2 separate regions of the Triticum aestivum genome follow, and region 2 is linked to region 1. The links are chromatin contacts, called in public Hi-C maps. All regions are on one chromosome and are shown on one strand. The core of a region is the stretch at or near the end of the contact, and the rest is flanking DNA. Distances in the headings are between cores, read along the strand shown.

Evidence for each region. Hi-C and Micro-C count contacts between places; a contact is called where the count stands out from the background.
Region 2: a Hi-C map of leaf shows a contact between it and region 1, with 10 times the contacts expected there. The contact joins the promoter of LOC123110518 here to the promoter of LOC123110516 in region 1. A contact is called at or near these places in 2 of 5 Hi-C or Micro-C datasets (both in leaf).

The regions. Positions count from the first base shown.
Region 1 is chr5B:80,188,015-80,194,333 of IWGSC CS RefSeq v2.1, forward strand. It overlaps LOC123110516, which reads left to right and starts at 4,155. Exons shown (of 8, transcript XR_006453447.1): 1 at 4,155-4,501; 2 at 4,796-6,319.
Region 2 is chr5B:80,569,983-80,576,062 of IWGSC CS RefSeq v2.1, forward strand. It overlaps LOC123110518 (syntaxin-51), which reads left to right and starts at 3,229. Exons shown (of 7, transcript XM_044531057.1): 1 at 3,229-3,413; 2 at 5,191-5,407. The coding sequence starts at 5,193.

The DNA of each region.
Region 1 (6,319 bases), core at 2,905-5,404:
GGTTTTGTTATATCTTCCTTCTTATGTAACTCTAGTTAGAAATCTACTTGTGATGCTACGTGCCTTTCGGGAATGTGGATTAATTAGGCAAAAGTCGTCGGTACAATATTTGTTTAGTATTGTCAACAACTACTAGTGGCGTGACAAAGAAGTGCCATGCCACTAGTAAATTATTTACTAAGGGCAAGTATAGGAAAGCGATGCCATTAATTGAGAACGTATATGTGGCATTTGGTAGCCCACGCCACGGGTTCGTTAGTTATTAGTGATGTTTGGTCCCAACGGCACTAATGTTTATCTACTAGCAGTGTCGGCAACCGCCACTGCTAGTGACACCTCATTAGTGGAGTCATACCGGTGGCGTGGGACATAGGCGCCACTAACGATGTTTTCTGAACGCCACTAGTAGGCTTTTCTGTACTAGTGTTGCCTTCACTCTATGCCTCCTCTGCAGAAAAAACTCATCTACATGATCAAGAAGGCACTGGTTACGATGGCATCGAAGGACGTGTTCGCCGCGACCTCCAGCGAGAAGGTATATATCCATAACAACCCGTCACCAAGAAAGATCATACATCTTCCTGATTGGGGGGACATGCCCCTGGAAGATGGGAGCCACCCAGGCGCATGAGAATCAAGGACGGTGACTCGAAGAAAAAAAGGAAGTAAGAAAAGTAAGACAAAGGGAAACTATCCTCAAAATCCTTACACGTATAATCTGCAAGGAGCTTTTCTAAAATGTCATCTAGGGCCTTCGCCTCTCAAAAGTGAGAAGAAAGTGCCGATTCCAGATGAGATTGAGGAAAAGATCAACGAACTAGAAACAATTTTATAAGGCTTGTGTTCATCCTATTGGAGAAGGTAACCATGCCTACTAGATGATGAGTAATAACATCCAATAGAGAGTCCATATACTTTATGGTATAATTTATTTCCTTATTAAAGTTTTTCTTGAGCTATGAGGAAACACAACATTTCTCATAAAAGTTGTCTCCCAACAACAAGGGGAGATTATGGAGATGTTTGCGTGATTCTCGATTGGGCATGGCCATTGCATGAAACTAGAAGAATGGCCAAAAGCCTGCAGATAAGAAGAAGGAAGATCACCATCTAAGCCTAAGGAAACTTAGGCCTCCTTTCATAGGTATTTTGTAGGAATTCTAAAGGATAGGAACTTGAATTTTGTAGGAATTCTAAAGGATAGGAAGTTTGTAGGAAAAAAAATCTTTTGGGGCCTTTTGGTTTGCAGGAATGGATTCCTATTCCTATGTAGGATAGGAATCAATTTTGCATCTCAAAAGGAAAAAAAGAATGGATTCCTATTCCTATGTAGGATAGGAATCAATCCTCCACATTTTAAAGGGGAAAAAATAGCCTAGACTCAATGAAAAAATGCATGTCCTATGCATCAAATGACATATCTTTCCCTATAGGAAATGAGATGCATGTCATCTCACTTCCTAAGATTTTCCTATTCTATACTATTCCTATCCTATCAACCAAAGAAGGCCTTAGGTATTAGGATCCCATTGGCTTTATTGTAAGCTTGGGGGAGATCATGAGAAACCTTGTATCCCTAATGTTTTTTTTGCATGTTTACTTTCTGCAAATCAAGTTAGTTTACTTTTAGTGTTAGTTTATTTTCAATTTTACATAATAAATTGCAATGTTAGCTATCTATGAGTAAGAGAGGAATTACTTATCTGATGTTTAGTTTGTCTTAATGATGAATGATCATACTGGGACATTTTGGTATTTTTATTAGTTGTATAAATTAGGTTGAGTTTTACCATACTTGTAACTTTCTGGTGACTATATGTTTTTCCACACCACTAGTGTTGATTTGCAAAATGTAGGTCTTCAACCCTAGATGTTAGATATTTTTTGTTCAGTTAGCTTATAGAAAGAGAAAGAAAAGAAAAAATAAAACAACAAAAGGTTGGAAATAAATTTTGCAAAAAATATATATTTTTGGAAAAGAACGAGTAGCAAGTAGAGGTGGAACTCTCAAACCATAAAAGTACGTGTTGTTTCATACTCTGTTTTGAAGTTAGCGCTCATCGTGATCAGTAGTTTTAATTTCCCTTATAAGCGAGAATAATTAACCGTCATACAATATGACCGATTGTGATGGAATTTCAAGTACAAGTATGATCTAGTGGGAAATGGAGATGGTGGCTATTGCCCGGAGATGACTGCTATGGCGGTGCAGAACGGATTTTTCTACTTCATACCTACACAATTAGGATTTGATGAAATAGCTGGGTTTTTTTTATTTGATTCAGATATTGTCCATCTTTATCTTTGGTTTTCTCCTCAATCTATCTCCATTGGATGGACTTATTGAAGAATCATACTCCCTCCATCTCAAAATAAGCGTCTTAATTTTATACTAACTTTACTAAAAAGTTATACTAAGCTTGAGACACTTATTTTGGGACGGAGGGAGTATCTAATCTCCCCATTGTGGTCAGGATCCCATGAACCAGGAGCCCCAAAACCGATTCCTCGTTCGTCCTACTGGAGGCATGGTCATGGGCTCATGGCTTTCATTCATTCATTTCATTCTTTGTTCTATTGTGGAATCGAACCACTAGCATTCAATGGATTTCTAGTCCTTTTGTCCAAAGGATTTAAAGTCCTTTTACCAACCAGTCAGAACTAATATTTCTCTATTATATTATGTTTTTCCTTTATCAGCTTAGTCAGCTAGTTGGATTTCGGGTCCAATGCGCTAACACTTTCTTTAGTGTTGTTGCTCTTTCTCCGGGCTTTGACCATGTATCACGCAGGGCGATGGAGTTGATGAAGAGTCAAAGAGGTCAACTGGAGTTCTTCCTCTTCTTTATATAGCGCAGACATCTGTAATAGGTTTCAGGGGCACATCGTGTGCTTAATTTGACTTCTTGGAGTCGATTCCGGGTGGTATGATTGTTTGTATGAGCATGCCTGCTCGTATCACATTTTTGCTCTATCTTTTAGAGACGCCTCTGTCGAACTTCTTTATATGGATTTGTTCCTCTCTTCAAGTACTTTCCAAATGTGGCCTTGTTTTCTACATATTAGGGTTCTATCTGCAAAAAAACATTAAGACAAGGAGATCTACACATTTGTGCAATTATTAGTGATTAGTAGGCAAGTTGAAGTGATAACCATAGTAGAAAAAAAACTATGAATATCAAGTTTAAAAATACCAGCCCTTGACCCCAGTACCCCCGACTCCATCCCTAGCTCCGGACTTTCTCCGGGGTATACTCATCCAACTCGGCCTACCAGGCCTGATTCTAGAGCCCATTCCCCAAAGTTGCCACGTCCAAGATCCGGAAGACTAAGACAGAGCCAAAGTGCAAATTATTCTCTTGGTTGTGTGCGTGACGTGGGCCATAGGATCTTTTTTGCCGCATGTGCACAAGACCTCGGAAAGTGCAACCCACCTATGAAAGGATTGTCCCTTCTCCGCAACAGTTGAATGCCTCATCTTGTTTTTGGGACGTCGCCCAGATCCCGGCCGGTTCCTCGAGTGATATCAACGCCGTCGATGATCGATGGGGCGAGCCTAGTGGTCACCCAGGAGTGGCCGACGTGTAATCTAGGACCCTCTTAGCTCGCGAACGTTCGCTGGGAAGGAGTGGCATTTCGAACGATTTCATTGGCAGTTTTAGATGCGAGGGAATGACAACTTCAAAACAATATGACAGTTTCTTCGGAAGAAAGCATTTTCGTTTAAAACCACCACCGTTTAATCTCGCGAATCAACTAAAGCTAACAAGAAAAGGTGTTCGCTTGCCATCCCCTCACAGCTGACGTTCGTCAGATAACATTACCGTAATTCTAACGGGTCATACATAGTTATATTTCTTCTTCTAAACGAAAAAGACAACGTTTCTGTCGGTTTTGGCCAAGGGTCGGCAGTCTTCATCTTTGACAATAGACCCATTTCTTAACCTTATTATAGTTAAAGAGAAGGCAAATTCTTCTTCCTTTACTTCTCTCTCCTTCGACGCACGCTTCTTTTGGCGGCAGTTCCTTCGAACGCACGTCCTTGTTGCAGTGCGAAGCCAGCCAGGCAACGATCCAACAGCCGACCTAGAGAGACAGACACATCACATTACCTGGCCCCGCCGGCAAATCCATCCAGCCGAGCACAACACGCCCGCATCGGGCGCAACCGGGAACGAACCCACTTTCCATCCCCTTCCCCGTGTCCTATTTGGCGTTCGTTCCGTTTCGTTCTGCTGCCGCGTTCCTCTCTCCCTCCCCAGTCCCCACCCTTTCCTCCCTCCCACCACCAAATTCCCAGGCGATTTGATCCTCCCCCGCGCGGCGCCAATCCGCTAATGCGCTTGGGCCCGCCCCGTCGGCGAGATCGGCGCCGGCGTCCCCGTCCCATTTGCCGCGCCGACCTCACCGCCGGCGAGGCGAGGCGGGGCGGGCCCCCCTTGCTCGGCCGCCGGCGCGCTCGCTCGGCGGCGAGGCGGTCCCGCGCTGATTGAACCCTCAGGTGAGGAACCCTAGCTTGATTTGGTTTTCATAGGAGCGGTACGCTTCGTCCTGGTCTGTACTGTTGTCGGTAGGATCTTTTCGGGATTTTTTTGTGTGTGGCTCTGACCAGTCGAATCCAACTGATGAGCTAATTTGATCATTAATTCTTCTTCGGCTCGCAATACCGATCGCCTATGAACATTGTACACAGCGAGATTTTTTTTTCAGTTCGTTTCGACCTCTCTTTGTCTGTTTTGTTGCGGGGATGGTAGAGAGATCACAGATGTTCACCGTGTTTTCTTATTCATGGCAGCTACGCTTTGCTCGAGAAGGAGCGGAGCCAGGGTCTACATTAGGGGAAACCACTGCTTTTGTCTTAAAGAGAAGAGATGAATGAATAGTTCGGTGTTTCAAGATATAGCAATTAGCTCCAGTCCTGCACTGTTCAAGGACAAGGAGGAGGAGCTTCCAGCAAAACCACCATTGCTCCGTGTTGCTTCAGATGAACAGCCAAGTTGGGCCCAATAACCACAAGAACTTGAATGTGGTCTATCAGGATCTCACCACGATTCTTGGTCTTGGCAGGTTTGACTCCGGCAACCTTACTGCCAGTTTGCCTCTGAAATATGATATGGATCCGGCAAATTTGGTGCGTACGAGGACCATACGCTCTGAGAATGGACTCAAACCAGCTGAGCATTCAAGTGACAATCTACAAGATATGTCGTCTCCCTGCGAAAGCCCACATGCTGGAAAAGTCAAGTTCATGTGTAGCTTTGGTGGGAAAATCCTGCCTAGGCCTAGTGATGGGGTGCTCAGATATGTAGGTGGGGAAACACGTCTCATATCGATACCCAGAAACTTCTCATGGAAGGAACTTGTGCATAAAACCCTCTCGCTCTACAACCAGCCTCATACCATCAAGTATCAGCTTCCTGATGAGGACCTTGATGCTCTGATTTCTCTTTCATGTGAAGAGGATCTTCAGAATATGATGGAAGAATACTACAGTCTTGAAAAGGCCAATGGCTCACCGAGACTTCGGATATTTCTTGTCTCCCCAAATGATTGTGAGGAGACATCGTTAAGTGCAAGAAGTTTAGAAAGTGAGCCAGAATATCATTTTGTTGTTGCTGTGAACAATCTCTCACAACTGGAGCAGAGCACCAGCGGCAACAGTTTGGTGAGCCAGTTGAGCCAACAGTTGGATAGTTCCCTACTCCCCTGCAGAGACTCAACTGCATGTCAAACAGATATAGAAAGTGGAGGTAAAGCTTTGGCTGGAACAGCCTTAAATGAGTCTTCCTCTCAGTTTTTTCTTGCTCCATACTCACAACAAATGGTGGCTGAGTCAGCAGCAACTTCCTCCCCAGGCTTAAATCGACAGAGGATGTCTTTGAATCAGTCTAGGCTGCGGATGTCTGCAGACAAACTAACAACGAATCAAGAACATGAACACAAATATGAAGTTAGCAATGGATCACATTTGAAAGCCATGCTTCCAGACCATCAAGATAAGACTCAAAGCGATGCAGACACAGGTGTTGGAATTGGATCAACCATGCACAATATTCAAATTCAAAGGCAGGCAAAAGATTTGGGTATACCTCGAAACGAGAGTTACGTGAGTTCACATACAAACTATGATAAGTCTACTCCAATGGAAATGCCCTTCTATTCTGAAAAGGTGTGCGTGCATCCGGAAGCTGCTAGTTGGCTATCTGGTATGCATGAATACACTGGTCAAATTCATGGCATGCCGCATGCCTTTTCTGATCCTTTGCTAAATGATCGCACTGAACAACCTGCATCCAATTTGTCTTTAACTTTTGATTCC
Region 2 (6,080 bases), core at 1,979-4,478, 380 kb after region 1:
GAACGAGTAAAGAGACTTGCCGGTAACGAGATTGAACTAGTTATTGAGATACCGACGATCGAATCTCGAACAAGTAACATACCGATGACAAAGGGAACAACGTATGTTGTTATGCGGTCTGACCGATAAAGATCTTCGTAGAATATGTGGGAACCAATATGAGTATCCAGGTTCCGCTATTGGTTATTGACCGGAGACGTGTCTCGGTCATGTCTACATAGTTCTCGAACCCGTAGGGTCTGCATGCTTAAAGTTTCGATGACAGATATATTATGAGTTTATATGTTTTGATGTGCCGAAGTAGTTCGGAGTCCGGATGAGATCGGGGACATGACGAGGAGTCTCGAAATGGTCGAGACGTAAAGATCGATATATTGGACGACTATATTCGGACATCGGAAAGGTTTCGAGTGATTCGGGTATTATCAGAGTACCGGAGATCAGTTACGGGAATTCGCCGGGAATAAGTATTGGGCCTTATTGGGCCATACGGGAATAGAGGAGAGAGGCCAAAAGGAAGGAGGCGCGCACCGCCCCTCTGGTCCGAATTGGACAAGGGGTGCAGCCCCCTTTTCCTTCTCCCTCTCCCCCTCTTTCCTTCTCTCCTACTCCAACAAGGAAAGGAGGAGTCCTACTCCCGGTGGGAGTAGGACTCCCCCCTTGGCGCGCCCTCCTCCTTGGCCGACCGCCTCCCCCCTTGCTCCTTTATATACGGGGGCAGGGGGGCACCCCATAGACACAACAATTGATCATTGATCTCTTAGCCGTGTGCGGTGCCCCCCTCCGCCATATTCCACCTCGATAATATCGTAGCGGTGCTTAGGCGAAGCCCTGCATCGGTAGAACATCATCATCGCCACCACGCCATCATGCTGACGGAACTCTCCCTCAAAGCTCGGCTGGATCGGAGTTCGAGGGACGTCATCGAGCTGAACGTGTGCTGAACTCGGAGGTGCCGTACGTTCGGTACTTGGATCGGTCGGATCGTGAAGACGTACGACTACATCAACCGCGTTGTGCTAACGCTTTCGCTTTCGGTCTACGAGGGTACATGGACACACTCTCCCCTCTCGTTGCTATGTATCACCATGATCCTGTGTGTGCATAGGAAAATTTTGAAATTATTACGTTCCCCAACACACACAAGCAAGCAAGGGATAGAACACAATATAAGCTTGCACAAGTAAAGGTGAGAGATAAACAAAAATGGAGTCGATGGAGACGAGGATGTGTTATCGAAGTTCCTTCCCTTTGAGGGGAAGTACGTCTCCGTTGGAGCGTTGTGGAGTTACAATGCTCCCTAAGAAGCCACTAGGGCCACTGTATTCTCCTCAAGCCCTCACACAATGCGAGATGCCGTGATTCCACTATTGGTGCCCTTGGAGGCGGCGATCGAACCTTTACAAACAAGGTTGGGGCAATCTCCACAACTTAATTGGAGGCTCCCAACGACACCACGAAGCTTCGCCACAATGGACTATGGCTCCGCGGTGACCTCAACCATCTAGGGTGCTCAAACACCCACGAGTAACAAGATCCGCAAGGGATTAGTGGGGGGAATCAAATTTCTCTTGGCGAAAGTGTAGATCGAGGCCTTCTCAACCAATCCCTGGAGAATCAACAAGTTTGATTGGCTAGGGAGAGAGATCTGGCGAAAATGGAGCTTAAAGCAACAATGGAGCTTACGGATGGAAGAGGTGGTCAACTCGGAGAAGAAGACCCGCCTTATATAGTGATAGGACAAATCCAACCGTTACCCACTTATCCAGCTCGCGACATGCGGTACTACCGCACCAGACATGCGGTACTACCGCAAGGGCCTGCGGTACTATAGTGAGGCACTACGGTACTACCGCTTGTGCGACAGGAGCCAGACCAACCCTGTTGCGTTGAAGTAAAGAGCGGTAGAACCGCCGGAGCGGTACTACCACTCGCCCTTGCGGTACTACTGCAAGGCAGGGTTTGTTTGGGCTGGGAAGGCATGGACGAATAAAAATACATCTGTGGCTACTTTCGCTGAGTTTCGATCTGTGCAAAAATCCGACACGGTACTACCACATACAGGGAGCGGTACTACCGTGTAGGGCGCGGATGTAAAAAATTACATCCGCCCCTACTTTCGCCCGTGTTGCTGTGCTGGGCCCGACGCCATGATACTACCGCGCCCGGGAGTGGTACTACCGCAAAGCGCGGTACTACCGCGTCCCTGGTCGGTACTACCGTGGGCCTTTGTGGTACTACTGCTCCCTTGAGCAGTACTACCGCATGCCACATCTCAATAACACTAGGAGTCCTTCATTTTGCAAAGACACGGATAAACGGTCGGTGCTCCAAAGAGGCAAAGGAAAGGTGGTGCAAAGGAATAGACGTGTACGTGTTTATTCCACATTAACCTTTCCAAAGCAGACCCCCTCTTAATAGTACGGCTTTCCTACGACTCAAATCCACCAAAAAGAAACATAGAGAAACGCCGTCTTCACTAAGCTCCCAGGGGCAACGAATCATCTTGTGCCTAAACATGAGATATCTGGAATGCTCAATGCACACGATTAGTCCGAAAATGCATTGTCATCAATCACCAAAACCACATAGGGTGAAAATATGCCCTTACAACTATCTATATCAACATTCCATCCTCTTCACCCAGAGCAATAAGGGATGGAAGGTGGAATGGAGTTGGTAATTCAGAAGTGGACGAAGGCGGGCGACGTTGTGAAGCAGGAGTATTGTGTTCCCACCACTGCCGCCTCAACGGTGGTGTGAGCATCTCCAAGTGAAGTCATCAAATATGGTCAACGAATGTTGGGTGGACACGTCTGGACGTGTCCGCGAACAGCTGCCGACCATCCAACCATATCCATCAAATATGAACCCTCGTTCAAGTGAGAGAGAAGAGAGAAGGGCGGAGAGCAAAAATATTTGGATGTGGTGGGTCCGAGACTGAGTTGGTGTGTCTGAACTATTCCAAAGTTTCCCTAGCTTTCATGTTGGATTGTGTGATTTCAGACATCCGCCCATGTCCGCAAGCATTTGATGATCTGCGATGGATGGATAAAAATGTTCTGACCATCAGATCCAGGGAGGTTTGGTGCAGTTGCCGTGACGGAAAGAAGTCCGAAATCTGCAATGGAGTTGTCCGTCGAGTGGACCCCACCGGCGGAAGGGCCCGGTGGCAGATTAGGCGTGAGCTGGCCCAAAACTGATGTATCGGAGCCTGTCGTTTATATCTCTCTGAAGAATAAAAAACAGTCTGCATTTCGCCTGTTTCTCTTTCCCCCTTTCGCTGATCGCTGGGGCCTCACAATCAATCGGCTACTCTCCTCTCCTCTCGCGCGTGGCGAATTCCCCTCTCCCTCTCTCACGCGGCAGCGACCCCGGAGGCGACGTCGGCGGCCACAGCAGGCTTCTCGCCGGTAAGATCCCCCCCCCCCCCCCCCCCCGCCCCGCCCCCTCCTCTTCCTTCTCCCACCCTTCTCTTAATTTCTAGGGTTCTGTTGTGTGCGCCGTGTCAGGTTCTTAGGGTGGGTAAGTTCGTGATTTCTCATGATGCGGCGGGCGAGAGAGTTGAAATTGAGAGGGATAGATGTATCAGGCAGGAGAGGAAGAGAGAATTAGAGATTCAGAGCTTAGAAATTGATAGTGGATTGATCTTTCCTTTTTGTTCCTGAATGGTATCATCTGTATGAAGTAGGGGCGTAGGTGCTGTATTAGAAACTTGATGGACCAACTTGTAGAAAAAACACTCACCTTAAGCCAGCTTGCATGTTCTCTTCTGATTGGGCAAGAGAAAAGTTTCAGCTTCCACAAGGAATTAAGGATCCAAGGGAACATACAAAACAACTTTGCACAAGCAGCTGCAGTACCAAATCTGCATTAATTAACACGAATCAAGTTTGTACAAGGAGTTAGCAAAATTACGAGCCTGCTTGTTATCTGCTGAAACTTTGTTCTTGCCCAATCACAGTTGATCGTTTGGGCTGTTTACTTCCAGGCACAATCACCTTATTTGTAAAGGGACATTTTGACAGCGCCACTAGTTGACTCTGACGCACATGCATTTGCTAGCTTTTTAGCTTGCACACCCTTCTCAATCTACATGTTTCTGCATTTGCACTGTCTTCTGCTCTGCTGCCAACGAGGACTTCGTCCTCCTCCTATACCCCTGCTCCTGCATCTTATCTCTTGATGCTTGCAAATGGACAAACTTTGTGTGAATCTTTTCCGTTTCCAGTTTTCATGTCATTCATGGAACCATGTTGCAGCAAAGTGAAATATGAAAGGGGATCTGAGGAAACCCATTTGTGGATAATTATACAACTTGCATAGTACTCCCTCCATCCCAAAATAAGTGTCTCAACTTTGTACTAGCTCTAGTACAAATTTGTACTAAGCTCAAGACACTTATTTTGGGATGGAGGGAGTAATAAAGAAGAACTAGTTTGCTTCTGGGGGCTAATTTGATGGAACCAGTTTGCTAGCTTTTTAGCTTACACAGACTTCTCAATCTACATGTTTCTGCAATCGCACCGTCTTCTGCTCTGCTGCTGAAGAGGACATTGTCCTCCTCCTATACTCCTGCTCCTGCATCTTATATCTTGATGCTTGCAAATGGATAAACTTCGTGTGGATCTTTTCCCTTTCCAGTTTTCATGTCATTAATGGAACCATGTCAAAGCAAACTGACAATGAAAGGGGATTGAGAAAACCCATTTGTAGACAATTATGCAACTTGCATAGTAGGAGTAATAAAGAAGAACCAGTTTGCTTCTGGGGCTATTTTGATGGAACCAAGTTAGAATTGAAATATTGCCAGACTGGTCGGACCTGTCCTGCCTAAACGTAACCTTCCAGAGGTGATACATACCCTATGTTTGGTGTTATTTATGGCAGAAATCTGCAAAGATAAGTTTTGGACACACCATACTAAACCTTCAGCAATCTTGCTGTCCATTTAGGGTCCCATGGTTAGGAGTTTGTTTAGTAGGAGCAATATATTCCTGCATGCTGGTCAATCTTAGTTTGGGATCAACCGGTCAACTCCCCATTTTTAATTATGATATTGCACGATAACCGAGTTGTGATATTACCTTGCGCTTGTTTATATGTATCTATCCTGCTAAAGCTTTGTATCCTGCCATAGTTTTTGGTTCTTACTTGACAGTTATGCTAATACTATTTTGAATGAACCAGAAATGGCATCATCTTCGGACCCATGGATGAAAGAGTACACTGAAGCATCTAAGCTTGTTGATGATATAAGTTCCATGATTGCCGATAGAAGTTCACTTCCACAATCAGGCCCCGAAATTATGCGCCACACATCAGCCATCCGGAGAAAAATAACCATTCTTGGGACTAGACTGGATAGCTTGGTGACATTGTTGTCCAGGATTCCGCCAAAGTCACTGTATGTTTTGACTACTTTCATCTTTATATAATGTATACTGAAGATCACTAGAGTTCTTACATTACTGCAATATTTGTTGACTCGGAAATCTTGAAATTTTGTTTTGGAAGTTACAAAGGAACATAGGACAGTATAATATCAGAGAATTTGTATGGACTGTTAAGTAATCCATTGTTGCATGTTTGATATATCCTTAGAATCAAAATTCATCTATGGTTTACCTTATGTCTTGCGTCAGCAGCGTTGGCTGGTATAAGAATAGTCTAGTGAATTCTGCCCTTCGCACAGTCAAAGAATCATTATAATGATGTGTGCAGTATAGGGAAGAGGCTGCCATGCTGGTTCATACAAGTTCTGTGTCAAATGTGTTGCTAGTAGAACCTCATAGTTGGGAGCTGCCGGAGAACTAGGCCTTGGCCTCCGACGCTCAAGTGCCTTGATGGCAACCCTGGTCGATTGGGGCACAAGGCTAAAATAGGGGATGGGGATAGGACAAGTAAATTAGGGGCAAGAGGCTTCTTATTTAATTGCTTGCCGAAAAGATAACAAGGCGTAAGTAGTAGGCTGCTAACAATTAACCAACTCATCTAGCAGATAAGATGAGATTCTAGACAAAGTAAATGGAGATGGCTTAATTGAATGGAGATAATTAAACAAGTAAATTTAGACCCCC